Regions from separate parts of the Canis lupus genome. Here region 1 is linked to region 2. Evidence: chromatin contacts called from public Hi-C data. All regions are on one chromosome and are shown on one strand. Each heading gives the region's core, a stretch centred on a gene start, on an enhancer-like site or on the middle of the called end of the contact. The rest is flanking DNA. Distances are from core to core; before and after follow the strand shown. Region 1 holds the start of IL17B (interleukin-17B). Region 2 holds the start of CSNK1A1 (casein kinase I).

Evidence for each region. A called contact is a pair of places that touch in the nucleus more often than the background predicts.
Region 1: a Hi-C map of blood shows a contact between it and region 2, with 4 times the contacts expected there. The contact joins the promoter of IL17B here to the promoter of CSNK1A1 in region 2. A contact is called at or near these places in 5 of 9 Hi-C or Micro-C datasets (amygdala, blood and skin fibroblasts).

What each region holds. Positions count from the first base shown.
Region 1 is chr4:60,489,108-60,491,867 of UU_Cfam_GSD_1.0, reverse strand. It overlaps IL17B (interleukin-17B), which reads right to left and starts at 1,392. Exons shown (of 4, transcript XM_038535067.1): 1 at 835-1,392. All of the region lies in intron 1 of LOC111095596 (a long non-coding RNA gene), which reads left to right.
Region 2 is chr4:60,348,037-60,351,011 of UU_Cfam_GSD_1.0, reverse strand. It overlaps CSNK1A1 (casein kinase I), which reads right to left and starts at 1,291. Exons shown (of 13, transcript XR_005358451.1): 1 at 634-1,291. It overlaps LOC111095594 (a long non-coding RNA gene), which reads left to right and starts at 1,422. Exons shown (of 2, transcript XR_005357633.1): 1 at 1,422-2,097.

The DNA of each region.
Region 1 (2,760 bases), core at 143-2,642, 140 kb before region 2:
TATTCTAATTAGCATGAGAGCCAGCGTGGTTCTCGTCGCTCAGCCAACTCTCCCTCCTTGCCCCTCGGGCCCCCCCGAGAGAGCTCCGGGCTTCACAGGCTCCGGCCACAGTGTGGTGAGCTGGGGTGACCCCAGGGGCTACGGGTCCTGAAATCCCACGCTGAACTGGCCAGCCCCGAGGGTCCAGGTCTCTCCGCTCAAGCGAACCGAACAGTCCAGCCTGCTTTGAGGGAGCCAGTCCGCCCAGGGCAGCGGAGGAGGGTAGGAGAGAGCGTGCAGAGGACAGGGAGGGACACGGTGAATGAACAAACATCTAGGACTGCACCGTGGCGCTCAGGGCCACTCCTGGCCATTTACAGGAATAGGCCGAGGGGGAGAACAGAGTGCGACGCGCTGCCGAATGTCACAAGATTAATCTGTCCGGGGCAGGTTTCCACAGCATAACTGAGAAACTGGCTGAGGCTGGAGCTCATCGAGAGATACCACCATATTTGGTCAAATACTAGACAGGACTCTATTCTATCACTGGAAACTCCAGAGGGAGGGGGACTCTGAAAATACCTCCTCAGGCAGCAAGGGCCCCCACTCCCATCCCAGGCCGCCCCGGCCCCACCCCACTGTCCTCCGAGCTAGTGTGACGGGGTGAGGGATGGGGGCAGCCTCCTTGCTACCCCTCTGCTGCTGCTGGCGGGTGGCGGGAGCAGCATGCAGCTGGGGGGACCCCACCCCCCACCCCGGCCGGCATCCACGGAAAGGGAAATGAAAAGATAGGGACCTGGCTGCCAGGGGGGTCCTCTGCTTCTCAGGCCCCCCGCAACCACCACACTCTCCTACCTGCTGGCCACATGCACCCTTGCTTCTGTATCCCAAAGTCAGGACTTAGCTGTCTGGGCTTCCAGCTCGGTGCTTGTCAACGTAGACTCCGGGGTCCTGGCCTCGGCGCTCTGACAACGCAGGCCCGGGAATCTGCGCCTCACAGGAGCCGGTCTGGGAGCTACAGGAGTCCTCACCCACTCTCCACATTCCCGCACCCCACCTCCACTCCAGCACGGGAGGAGAAGGGGGCAGGTGGGGCTGGGCCTCAGTATCAGTGCCGGAGTCAGGAGAGGCTAGTTAGAGCACGCCTCAGTCTCTTCTTCCCTCGCAGCGTATACCGACAGCTTGGGGCCAGGCTGGGACTTGGGGCCCCAGACTCCTCCCAGTAGGGAGGGGGACACCTGTGGGGGTACCCAGGCAGGTGCTTGGGGAGTCACGGAGGGCCCCAGTGACCATCAGTGGGTTTCCCATTCCTGGGCCATCTCAGGCCTGGAAGGCAGTCCCTTCCTCCAGCCTAGGTCTCGAGAAAACCACCGAAGGGTCATCTGCCCTCAGGGATGTCCTGAGTGTGAAGCTTGTCCGACTACAGTGGGACCAACCTAGGTCTGAGAGAGAGGCCTAAGAACGTGGGCGTCAGTGTTTCTGCCCCACAGCAAAGTTGGGGTCCTTAGGTCTTCTTTCACGGGAAGTGGTGGGCACTCATAACGGAGGCCCCGGGCGGGGGGGCTGGGAAGGGGGAGGCAGGGGGTGGTCTTGCTCAGGGCCACCAGAGCCCTCGGCGGCAGGGCCCGCCTTGAAGCGGCGCTGTGCTCGCCACCAGGTGGCGCCACCAGAAAGCCAGACAACCCTGAAGAGTGTCGCATGCCCAGAGGGAACCATCCCCGCCCCTTCCCTGGAATGGGCCCTGGCGCTGAAACTGAGGGGACCAGGTGACGGGGCATGGGTCCTGTGCCTGCCCTCTGGCCTCCCGAGCGACCCTACTGTCAGGGTCCAGCTCCAGGGACACCTCCCATGTCAGAGCAGCAATGGCACAGGCTGCCAAGGGGGGGGGGGCAAGGATGGGGTGCAGGCTTCTGTCTGCTGTGTGAATGATTCCTTCGCTTGGAGCATCCACCATGTGCTGGGCCCCAGGCGTTTGTCTGCTGGACATCAGAAATTTCAGGAAATAACAATTAGTAATAATAATAGCTACTGCTTAATGTCTATTTACTGACTGCCAGGCACTGTGCTAAGTCCTTCGTGAGCACTGTTTCAGTAAATCTTCCCAGCCACCCTGTGGTGAGGTCCTAATTTTATCCCTCATCTACGAACGGGGAAACTGAGGCTCAGGGAGCCCAAAGTCACAGAGGATTCAAAGCAAGGTTGTCTGATTAGTGTACATGCTGTCCCCTGCAGTGAGGGGAAGGAGAGGAGAGTCACAGCCAGGAGAGGGCAGGGGGTGTCCAGCTGGTCACGGAGGAGGGCCAATGCTTGCCTCGGCCTCCCCATGACATCCTCAAACGAACTGGACCATGAGTGCTGGGGAGGTCACTGAGCCCAAGCCCAAACCAGAGTCCTCAAGAGGATCTGAGAGCTCCCAGGGCATGAGCACGGCACCCAGCAGTGTTCCTGGCACGTAGTAGGCATTCACAAGGTATTTGATGCATTGCCTCAAGCCAGCTGTATGCGATATGGAGTGTTAATGCTGGAATGGAAAATGGGAGGCCCGAGCCACAGGGACCTGTAGAGGGGGTGGGGGATAGCCCAGGGGTAAGAGTTCAGACTCTAGAGATCCACAGATCTGAGTTTTAATCCCGCCTCTACCAGTTCACAGCTGTGTGACCTCGGGACAGTCACTTGACTTCTCTGAGCCTCAGGTTCTTCTGCACAGTAGAGATTATAACTTGGCCTGGCTGGAACGTTGTGAAGATCAAATGAGATCATGCATGTTAAAGCAGTTAGCAG
Region 2 (2,975 bases), core at 42-2,541:
GAGAGAGGGGAGGATGGCATCAACATCCCTGAGGATTCAATGTCACTTGGGAGAGGAGGGGGAGACATCGAGCCAAGCTCCCACTCGAGACTAGAAGGTGAAGCGAGAGCCTCACAAGAGAAAGCTCCCTTTGTGATTATAAAACGAGGCAACCGGCCTCAAAGGACTCTTCAGGGGGTCGTGACGAAATCGGCACGTCCTCGAAGGTGCAGAAAATGATTCATCCAGAAAACGTAATGAGAGGTTTAGAAGGAAACTGACGATGGAAAGCAAGAACCCCCGACATAATAAATCCATTGGGGGGAGAAGGGGGGGCGGGGGGACCGGACATGGGCATCAGAGAAATACGACGTCGCCGTTTTCGCTTTACACGACGGCTTAAAAAAGTTCGATTAAAGAACGTTTTTAACAAGCTGGGAAACTTCACAGGTTCTCCCCGCGCTTCCTACCGGGTTCCTTGCCTTTTAGGGAGAGGGAGCGGGGGAGGCTCCTAAGCCAGGAAGGCTGGCTCCCTCTCCCGGGCTCCCCTCCCCAGGAGGTGCGTGTGTGGTGGGCAAAGGCCCGGGCGCTACGGGGGCCGGCGCGGGGGAGGCCTGGCGCGGCGTGGCCGTGAACCCCACCCCGGGTGATTACCTCGCCGTTGGTAATGTTGATCGCCAGGTAAATGTCCCCGAAGGAGCCAGACCCGATCTTCCGTACCAGTTTGTATTTCCCTCCGACAATGAATTCGGCCTTGGAGCCGCTGCTGCTCGCCATCCTGAGAGACGAAGATGGAGCCTGGGGCCGAGCCCCGACACCTCTGAGGGGAGCACGGAGGCCTCTGGGGCTCGTCCGCGGAACGAGGCTGCGGCGGAGGGCGGCAGGAAACGGACAACGTGGGCTCTTTCAAGGCGTTACGGGGCCCGGAACCGGCCGAGGGGAACCTGATCGCCGCCGCTCAGTCAGGGGCCGCGGCTTGTTAAGGGGGTCCTCGCGGTTACCAGACTGGGCCACTGGCTTCTGGGCGGCCGCCGCTGGCTCGCTTTCACGGCGACGTCGCGGGCTGGAAAAGGGGCGCGGTGGTGTAGGGCGGCGATACCGCTGCCACCAGCGCCGCCGGCTCCCGCCCGGAGGGACCCCTGTCACTCCGCCGACGCCGCCATCTTGTTACTCCGGCTCCAGCCAACACAAAATGCCCCCAGTCCCCGGGAGCCGCTTCTTCACGGCGCAGAGCACGCTGGGAAAGGGATCTCGGGCGCTAGCCCCGGAGGGTCGACAGCGAGAGGGAGGGCGGAACCGGATCCGTGAGAGTCGCGGCCCACGCTCCGAGCGTCACCCCGTCACCGCCCAGCCACGCATGCGTCCTGCAGCCCTGCTGATTGCGCAGGCGTGCGGTGGCTTTCCCCCCCTCCCGCCCCCCCGCCGCCCGGGGCTCACTTCCACTTCCGGTCCTGCTACCTGTTAGTCGCGTCTGGGCCCTCCGGGTCTGCGGGAGTCGGCGCGCGGCCCTGGGCCTCGAGAGCGTGTTAGGGAGGAGTCGCCTTCATTTTTCGTGGAAGATGGGAACTCCTGCCTTCCTTGGGAGTTGGGTTTTGACATTTGCTCTTTGTTTGATTCTCTTTTTTAACCTTTGATCTTTCAGGCCGGCCTGGTCCCGCCCACTTCTGTTTTGCGGGCGGCTCTGGCCTCTGGTGGCCTGGGAGAGGAAGGCCGCCCTCACCCCTCACCCCTCACCGGCCTGGCTCTGGCCGCGGCTCCCGAGAGTAGCAGAGGCTCTAGCCGGTTGGCCTCTAGGAATTAGGAGCCCGCGCTGTATGGAGTGCCGGGGAATCTCGTTTTACGGGGGGGGGGAGCGGGAAAGCAGGAATTATCTTACCTCTCTGTGCTGTTGTTCCACGGATACACTCGGTCCCCGGTTGGGAAAGAACCAACACCTGATTCATAATTTGAGAGGCCGATGAGTCAACAGAGAATAAAATTTACAACTCTGGAAAAAAAAAAAAAAGAAAAGAAACCGCACAAAGAAGTTATTCCCACCCCCCTCGCCTCGAAAGCTCCATAGTCCTACCTCGGTCATACCGAAAACTGCGGTGTCGATCCAAAAAGAAAAGACATAAGGTGGAAATAACTATTGCAAAATATGATTGATAACGTTTAAGACAGTCAATGTTCATGTTATTGTTGGCCTTTACACAGTAATTCTTCTTTTAACTGAAGATTGATTAAAAAATCAAATCTTGGCCGCATTTTGGTTTACAAAATTTGACCTGAGAAAACGGCCTGGTAAAAGCGTTCACCTGCAATAGGAATGAACCCCCGATGAATGAATCAAACCTCAGTTGTAAAAATGCAACCGGAATCTCTCAAAATGAATTCATTCAAACGGAAATGGGAGAAAAATATAGACAACTGCAGCCTGGAGAGCTGATCCAATAATTAGTGACGACTTGCATCCTGACAGTTACCTTCCCTAAAATTCTTGCGTTTTATTCTAATTCCGATTTAAATACTTGTATTCATAAAGCTCTAATCCAAATGTGTTGAATGTGAAAACAGATCCCCTAAGCTTTAGAATGAAGCGGGGTTTTTTTTTTTTTTTAAGATTTTATTTATTCATTCATGAGAGACACGGAGAAAGGCAGAGAGAGACCCAGGCAGAGGGAGAAGCAGGTGCACCCGACAGGGAGCCGGATGTGGGACGCGACCCCAGGACCCCAGGACCACCCCCCTGAGCCACCCAGGTGTCACTAGAATGAAGTTGTGGTCTACCAAAACTCAAGATTGCCTGACTCCCAAACCAGCACTATTTAGTGACTCTAAATTTTCGTTTAGCGACTCTAAAGCACGGTTGGCGTACTTAAAATTCTCCGTTAGATTCTAGTTAAAAAAAAAAAAAAAAAAGCCAAGCATAAGCATCTTGAGGTTCCCAGAGATAGCTACTATTCTGCTGATTTTCTACCACAGACTCCAAAATTTAACGGATTCCACAGCTTGAG